3 separate regions of the Sus scrofa genome follow, and regions 1 and 3 are each linked to region 2. Evidence: chromatin contacts called from public HiChIP or PLAC-seq and promoter capture Hi-C data. All regions are on one chromosome and are shown on one strand. Each heading gives the region's core, a stretch centred on a gene start, on an enhancer-like site or on the middle of the called end of the contact. The rest is flanking DNA. Distances are from core to core; before and after follow the strand shown.

Region 1 (2,700 bases), core at 125-2,624, 33 kb before region 2:
GCAGCCCTAGAAAAGGCAAAAAGACAAAAACAAAAACAAAAACAAAAAAAAACAAAAAAAAACAAAGACCTTTTCTTCACAAAGAAAAAAATCTGTGAGAGACTTCAGGGAGCGGGGGGTTTGTGGGGGGAAAGACTGACAGGCTGGAGAGAAGACAGATGTCACTTTGCTAACCTGGAGTCAATTATCAGATTTTTTTTTTTTTTTTTTGTCTTTTTGCCATTTCTTGGGCCGCTCCCGCGGCATATGGAGGTTCCCAGGCTAGGGGTCTAATCAGAGCTGCAGCCACCGGCCCACGCCAGAGCCACAGCAATGCAGGATCCGAGCCGCGTCTGCAACCTACACCACAGCTCAGGGCAACACAGGATCCTCAACCTACTGAGCAAGGCAGGGACCGAAGCCACAACCTCATGGTTCCTAGTCGGATTCGTTAACCACTGGGCCACGACAGGAACTCCAATTATCAGATTTTAATGATACGCCAAAGACCGTGAATAGTCACAAAAGGGGAGAAAATACATTTAGCCACCAAAAATTTTATGAGAAATTTTCTTCCTTAAAAAGAACAGAAACAGTACAATAAAGATTTATTATCCTAATATTTAAGCAGAAAAGCATCTCCTAATATTTTCAGTTCCTTTTACAAGGATCAGTAGTGCAGCCACTTGGAAAAATCAGACGCTCTCCCGCTTTCTAGAACCCCTGCCATCTGTAAGACTAGGAAGGGTGTGCGTTAAGAGAACAGAAGGAAATCCAGGAACAACAGGTCTCTACTACAAACCCGAGAATAACAGGAATCCTCGTTGGTAACAATGTCCCAGTTCTTAATAGTGTTAAGTCCCCACACCCAAGGACGGACCTAGAGGAGGAGGTAGAAGACCCAGCAGAGCAACTGCTTCTCCTTGGTGCAGCGAAATGACACCCCAACAGCACCAGGATCTGCAAGGAAGGCAGTGACAAAGCCAACCCCAACTGGTCTGTGACCCAAGCGTAAGAAGACGACATGTCAACCAGGTTAAATCGTGAAAACTAAACATCTGCAGCGTGGCCTGGGGTGAACCTCCCAAGGCTGTGACAGGAGCCTGGGCTCCCATCCTGTCCCCACACTGAGTAGATGAGAAGTGGCTAGTTAGTTACCGACGCTGCAGTGCTATGGGGAGGATTAAACCAGAGTCTGCACGCAAACCCCTCGGAGAATCCCACACACAATGTGCTCAGCAGTTACTACAGTAAATGGCAAACAGCAGCTGTCCTGGGAAACACCACCCCTGGCTCCACAGGAGTCTGCAGGGCAGTTGCCCCCAGGCTGCACTGCACGGTCCTGGAGAACCTTCCAAGGCCCCTTAGCAGGCCTCCCTTCCCTCTGATGAATGAGATCATGCCCTCGCTCAGTCACCCTCCCAAACCCAATGAAACAAGTACGACTTTGGCCAAATGACAGCTAGTAAAGAGAGAGCCAGGACTCCAGAACTTCTGGGCCCAAAGTCCTCACCACTCTGCAAATCAAAATGGGAATATGACGCACTAAGCACCCAGACGTGGCCCTGCTCCGAGTGAGCACTCAATGCAGATCAGCAAATCACCCAAGTAACTGTAACCGTACACCTTCAAGGAAGGCAGTCCTAATCCCAGTTCCCAAGTGACTAGGAAAGACAGTGCTTGGGGACACCGGATGCCGGGGGAGGGGGGGGACGATGACACAGCTTCTTAGCTTTCTCAGAATCCTCACCAAACTCCTCCAGGTTCTTGTATGAAAGTCAGCTTCTCAACGGCCCGAGCGCTCCCCACCAGCCGGCGTTCTCCTGCAGGGGGCAAGCAGCCCTTCCCAAGTGGGCTGTCTTAGAACAACCTGCTCTGAGCTCAGAGGACATAGGCGTGAGCAGCCTCAGTGTCTTTGCTTAGAAGGCAAACTTCTTCTACAAGGCACCCCAAACTGCCTTCCCACAAGGTCAGGAGAGAATTCTGCAGAATAAAATAGTCTGAGACCCCCTTTCTGTTTGGGACTCCTCTGCTCCCCTGAGGTGCAACTACACGGAAAGCACGGCAGCGGCACCAAGGGAGCCGGCTCTGTCCAGGCAGTGGCCTGGGGGAGGGAGCCCAAAGGCCCAAACGTCACAACCAGGAGTGCAAAGCAAGAAAGAGCTTTGTTTATTTTCATTTCCCTTTTTTTTTTTTTGCGCTTTTAGGCCCGCACCCTAGGCATATGGAGGTTCCCAGGCTAGGGGTCCAATTGGAGCTACCACTGCCGGCCTACGCCACAGCCATAGCAATACCAGATCCGAACCGCGTCTGCGACCTACACCACAGCTCACGGCAATGCCAGATTCCTGACCCACTGAGCGAGGCCAGGGATCGAACCCGCAACCTCATGGTTCCTAGTCGGGTTCATCACCACTGAGCCATAACGGGAACTCCCTCCTTTCCTTTTAAAATGCCCCAGACTGGAGTTCCCATCGTGGCATAGTGGTTATCAAATCCAACTAGGAACCATGAGGTTCGGGTTCGATCCCTGCCCTTGCTCAGTGGGTTAACGATCCGGCGTTGCCGTGAGCTGTGGTGTAGGTTGCAGATGTGGCTCGGATCCCGATTGCTGTGGCTCTGGCGTAGGCCGGTGGCTACAGCTCCGATTAGACCCCTAGCCTGGAAACCTCCATATGCTGCGGGAGCAGCCCAAGAAATGGCAAAAAGACAAAAATAAAA
Region 2 (2,700 bases), core at 23-2,522:
TCATATCAGGGCAATGGGACCCAAGCTGCTTGATTTTGTGTCCTTTACTGGCTGAGTAACAGCTTCTTCCCTTTCAAGGAGAAAAACCTAAACAGAAATATTCACAGGGGATGCTGTAAGACGGTCAGTAAGGCTCAAGTCATTTCGATTCCCACACATCAAGGAAATGTTGCTTGTCTTTGGATGCGCCTCCAGAACTTTTCCTGGGGAAGTCACCCACCCCCTATCTCGGTGTCTTCATCTTCCGCGGCAGATTTCCTGCCGCACTAGCTGCCGCTCCTCGCCTGCTTCTCTACCCTGCTCTCCGGAAAAGGACACGGGTCACCCGGCCTTCAGAGAGAGCTGGCCCTCGACTCTGACGAGAAGGAATGCATTGCCAGCAACTTTTAAGTCCGCTTTTTAAAAGGCCTGTGAAACCAGTCCAGGCTTTTCCTTTGCATTAAAGTTTCTGGCTGGGCTGAGACTAAGGGGGCCGTAGGTGACATTGGAAGAAGTCAGGGCATTAGAGGCTCACGGGAGCAACCTGGGGGCAAGGGGAGGCCACTTGACAGCAGGAAGGGGATTTGAATGGGGGCTCCGAGGCCACACTTGAACCCAGGAGGCAGGAGCAAGGGGCGGCTCGGGGGTAAGAGGGAGGCTGCCAGGGCGGGGCGCGGGCGGCTTACTTCGGGAGCGACGCTCCTCCACGCCTCAGGAATCGGGGTGTCCCAGGTCTGGGGAAAGAGACCACCCTCAGGGTCCCAGAGTCGGGGCTGGGCTGGAAGGGGCGAAGGACTCCCGAGGCTCCGAGGGCGGGAAGCGGGCGGAGGGGGGTAGGCCCGGCCGCCTCAGCTGCCCCTAACCTGGGGGGGGTCTCTGCCAGAGACACCCCCTCCCCCGGCCCCGGACGTTGCTACGGCCGCCGCCGTCAGGCGGTCACATCCCCCGAGCTCCGCCGCGGGACCCAACCTCCCCCAGCAGGTTAGGGCCGTGGGCAACGGAAGGGCTCCTCAACCGCGGGACCCGGGAACCGGCTCCGGCTCCAGCGCTGCTCAGGGACGGTCACCGACCCCCGTGGCCGCCATGATGGATTACGAGCAGCTCCACAACGAGGCCAGGCCCCGCCCCTGGCCCCGCCCCCGGTGACGTCCCGTGCGCACCTCGCGGGGACCCGGACCCTCTCGGCGCCGCTTTCGGGTACGCCGCAGCGCCTTTCGGCTCCAGCCTCCTTGCCCGCGAGGGCCGGGTCCTGCAGGACCTGTTAAAATGTGGTTTTTTCCCGAGAGCAAGGCGAGTGGTAAGGAAGCTCCCGCCTCCCCTGTACTGCCTTTGGTTCGCGAGAATCCGGGTCAGGGCTCTCTCCTGCATCCCATTGGCCAGTAGGGACAGTGGGGTAGAGCTTCTAGCCAACCACCTTCGGCGCAGCTCGCAAGGCGTGGCGGGAGTTGTGGTCCTGCGGCGCCCGCCCCTGTCGGTGCTCACCCGAGGCTTGCCCTCTGCTCCCGCTCCTGAGCTTCGTCCCGCCCTCCTGGGAGCCGGTGAACTCTAGCCGGCTTCGCGTAGGGCTGGCCAATGTCTCCCCTGAGCTGTTAGTAGACCGGCGAGAAACCAAAGCAAGGAGAAAACTGCGGATTGGATTTTCCCAGAACCGGAGTTGGATCACTTCCTTGAGCCTCTTTGAGAAAATTTAGCTCGCTCCTGGAAACCAAGGTATTTGGTGCCTTCACCGCTCCACCCCCCGCCTCCATTCCCACCTTTTCTCCAAGAAACATAAATATTAGTACCAGCGAAAAATAAACAACTGGAAAGCATCCGACAGACTGCTAACGAATTATTTCTTCGGAATATCAGGAGGCTCATTCTAAAGAAACAGCATTTGTTAAGAGCCTTTCGGAGGCTAAGCCAGGCACAATCATAGACGTTTGGGTGAGCAGGAAACTTTGAACTTAAACTCATACAGTGACGTGTGTTAATTTTTTCTCAATAAAACTGGGGGAATAAAAGGGGAGGGGTTAAACAGTTCAGAGATGTACAGGTATTCACATGAAAACCTCTTAGTCGAGATTGTTTAGTAGGCCTGCAGAGCTAGCCAGTGACCCAGACACACCAAATCCACACCTGCCATAACCCATTTAAATATGCAACTAAAATGTACCCTAACCCCCAATTCACCACTCCCCATGTCTCCCCAGAGCAGTGCACCTACCAGACCAGGATATACCCATTTCTAAAGGATCCACTCATCACAACACGGGTCTATACTAGGCCTATTACGCTTTTCATAAACTGGATGCTCATTTAATCCTCACTGCAGACAGCGAGGCATGTAATATCATTCCCCATATACAGATGAGGTGACTTATGGTGGGCTCGTTCTGTAAGAGTCACTATTTGAGCCCAGACTGACCTTGCTCCAAAGCCTTTGGTTTTTTTTGTTGTACCACTCCCATAACTGTTGACCTGACATTAGGCAATTGACTTCTTAGAAGTCGCACTATTAGTGGGGGGACACCATAGTCATAGTACAGACACTGTACTTTCCATTATTGGATGGTGTATTTTAGACATTTCTGCCGGATTGGGAAATGGTGCTGATGAGTTTATAGATATTGGCTTCAAAAAAGTCACTGGGAAGTACTGAATTAGGAAGCCTATGAAAACGTGTGCCCAATTTTAGAACTGGAGTTTACCTTCAGATGTTGATTGGGTTAGCTTTGCTGT
Region 3 (2,933 bases), core at 377-2,876, 51 kb before region 2:
AAAGAAAGAAAGAAAGAAAACTCACAGCAAGGCGTGGGAGAGCAACTTCAATCATCTATGCTCTCCTGCCCCATTTTTAGAAATAACTGAGAACTGGCTCTAGCTCAATGTGCCTTCCGGTGCTAACAGAGATGACACTGAATGGCTCACCTAATCTCCTGAATCAGTCCCCATCTGCATCCACCAAGCATGGGCACAGAGGATAACAGAAAGGACTGGCAACGGCATTCAAAATGAACAGCATCAGCCCATGGCAGGTGCCAGGCTCAATGCAGGCACTGGAGACACAGCAGACTAAGCAAGACAGCCACAGCCCTTCCCTGCATGGAGCTGACAGCGCAGTGAGGGACGGAGGCTTTAAGGAACTGCCACACTAACAGGGTTCATTCTACGCATGCAAAGTGCCAACAAGGACTACCACAGGTGCTAGAGAGTCTGACTGAGACTGGAAAGGTCTCTGAAAGTGACATGGAAGATGAGACCTGGAGGAAGTGTTAGCCAAAAAGAGGAGCGTGTGAGACTGGCAAGCAGGGGGACAATTCACCTAGAAATAGCAGGTGCAAAGGCCTGGGGCGAGGAAGGACCTGGTACAAGTATCAACATGAGGTGAACAGAATCCAAAACGGAACCTTTAAGAGGTTTCATCTGGGGACTGGTCAGATACAGGCAGTCCCAAGATCACCAACAGCATGACAAAAGCACATAAGGCTACATCTGCATGGCCTGTAACCAGATAACTTTGGTGTTACTTGGTCACCACATTTCCAAAAGGCCCTACTGCTTCCTTCCCAAAAGAGACAACCAAAAACCAGAGGATGAACCAACATAAAATGTATTTACTTTTTTAAAACGTAGTTTATATTTGGGGCTGATCATTTTCACACAGTGTTCTTTTTGAGAACATTCGAATTATAAAAGGTTTCCATGGTGCCAGAAAGTAGAGTGGCTCTATTAATACAATAGCCAAGGAGCTGTAAATATTAAAGCCTCTAGTAATCAAACTGAATGTCAGGCTTTGCCCGTAGTATCTCTCAAAATCAAATGCAACTTCGCCATATTTCTATTTTATCCTTACCAAGACATTAGCCACCTAAAAGTATCAAAAGTATAACACTGTTTTAAACCCAAAGCAATTCCCTGCACAACAGATTCTTCATTCACACACACACACACACACACACACAGTATATACATATATATGTATCTAGTTGCTCAGTTGAGGCACTTCGTTATCAAAGACACCACTTCCAACCCGTTTCTCTATAGAAACTTGTAAGTCCCCCTCTCCAAGCATAAAGGGATAAATGGTACGAGATCCTTTCGAGATTTACTGTTGGGATCAGAGTCTTTAACACACCTCAGGACTTTACAGACTTCGTTTCAGAGGTGAAATTGTACCATGTGACGCCATAAATCAGCAGGCTCCAACATAAAGTAAGAAATGGCGGAGGGCAGCAAAGAGGCAAAGAAGGATGGAATTTTTATAGTAAACAGCTTTGCCATTATGAATAATGACTGTTACTAAAACGTGCTGCTGCTTTTCCAGCATCTCTCTCCTTCTCCCTCTGTTGATCTCTGTTGCCATAGCTACCAAGTGAATCATCTTAACAACTGCATACACATCTCCAGTGCTGTTACTGCCACTCTGTCACTCCAGATCAGCTTTCATTCACCTGGCAGCTGCTTGGACCAGAGGCTGTTATCACATCACATGGGGGGCTGTTTTGTGAACAAGTAATTAGAAATTAATTCTTAGATTAAAAAAGTCATCATTCTCAATATATGATATTTAAATCTCACTTAATCATAACTTTCAATTAACTAGGAAATTTTTTCTTCCCTAATTACCACAAACTTTTTTTTTTTTTTTGTCTTTTGTCTTTTGTCTTTTTAGGGCCGTACCCGTGGCATATGGAGGTTTCCAGACTAGGGGTCTAATCAGAGCTGTAGCTGCTGGCCTACACTGCAGCCACAGCAGCTCGGGATCCAAGCCTCCTCTTCGACCTACACCACAGCTCACGGCAACGCTGGATCCTTAACCCATGGAGCGAGGCCAGGGATTGAACCCACAACCTCATGGTACCTAGTCAGATTCGTTTCCTCTGCGCCACGATGGGAACTCTCACCACAAACTTTTTTTAACTCTCAAGGAGAAAATGACAAATCTTCAAAATACAAGGAACTTTAAGAAAGTTCTAAGCTCTAGAGAATACCCTAGAGGTTAATACATATCTGGTTTAATGGCCTATGTTTTCTCTACCTGCAGTAATCCATAATCATCAACAGTATTAAAATAATGATTCTGAATTTCCGAGGAAAGATGGTGGCCTGAGCACATGTGCTTATCCCCTTCTCCTGACTGTGACCCCTTTAAAGTACAACAAAGGAATTCTCCAAAAATCTAAACCCGTAACAATGAAGGAACAGAAAGATTCAAGGAATCTCAAACTTTTTGGAATGTGAAAGCAGATGGGTGCACATCACCTTGGGAAGCAGAGCGGAGGACATCACAGCTGAGGAGAGTCTTGAAAGAGCAGAGTGATAGAGGGAGCCCACCTGCCAGGACAACCAGGACAGGAAGACAGCAAGCAGAGTGCAGGATGGAAGTGAGACGGGGCTGGGCGGAGGGAGGCGGGGGAGGACCAAGGATCCTACGTCTGTGCAAGAACCAGCAGGCCAGCCCAGCCAAAACACACGCCTGACCTACCCCTGCACACCCACTGACCCCCAGCAAGGCGGGATCTTCGCTGAAGAAATCAAAGTCTGGAAAACACAAACGTCGTACAAACTATCTGAGAGGGTTTCTTGTTTGCTTATTTGTTTGGTTTTTTTTGGCTGCGCCCCAGGCATATGGAAGTTCCTGACCCAGGGATGGAATCCAAGCCATACCTGCCACCTATACTACAGCTGTGCCAACTCCAGATCCTTTTAAC

Evidence for each region. Promoter capture Hi-C pulls out the DNA fragments that hold promoters and counts their contacts. HiChIP or PLAC-seq counts read pairs in DNA pulled down with a chosen protein or histone mark.
Region 1: a promoter capture Hi-C map of liver shows a contact between it and region 2, with 4 times the contacts expected there. The contact joins the enhancer-like site here to the promoter of ABL1 in region 2. A contact is called at or near these places in 2 of 5 promoter capture datasets (fetal liver and liver), 10 of 47 Hi-C or Micro-C datasets (embryonic fibroblasts, epiblast stem cells, fetal heart ventricle and 3 more) and 2 of 2 datasets of contacts at active chromatin or transcription factors (alveolar macrophages and skeletal muscle).
Region 3: an H3K27ac HiChIP or PLAC-seq map of skeletal muscle shows a contact between it and region 2. The contact joins the enhancer-like site here to the promoter of ABL1 in region 2. A contact is called at or near these places in 2 of 5 promoter capture datasets (fetal liver and liver), 8 of 47 Hi-C or Micro-C datasets (embryonic fibroblasts, epiblast stem cells, fetal heart ventricle and 2 more) and 1 of 2 datasets of contacts at active chromatin or transcription factors (skeletal muscle).

Annotation. Positions count from the first base shown.
Region 1 is chr1:270,793,120-270,795,819 of Sscrofa11.1, reverse strand. The region is part of intron 2 of ABL1 (tyrosine-protein kinase ABL1); the gene reads right to left. Among named protein-coding and RNA genes, the nearest start is that of ABL1, 33 kb to the right of the region's middle. Within about 2 kb of position 1,374, at least 7 of the 83 cell types and tissues checked have an H3K27ac peak or open chromatin away from gene starts, as enhancers often do. A contact at or near this core is called in liver, where this site is marked.
Region 2 is chr1:270,760,213-270,762,912 of Sscrofa11.1, reverse strand. ABL1 (tyrosine-protein kinase ABL1) reads right to left here and starts at 1,272. Exons shown (of 12, transcript XM_005660524.3): 1 at 1,140-1,272; 2 at 1-87.
Region 3 is chr1:270,811,099-270,814,031 of Sscrofa11.1, reverse strand. The region is part of intron 2 of ABL1 (tyrosine-protein kinase ABL1); the gene reads right to left. Among named protein-coding and RNA genes, the nearest start is that of ABL1, 51 kb to the right of the region's middle. Within about 2 kb of position 1,626, at least 19 of the 83 cell types and tissues checked have an H3K27ac peak or open chromatin away from gene starts, as enhancers often do. A contact at or near this core is called in skeletal muscle, where this site is marked.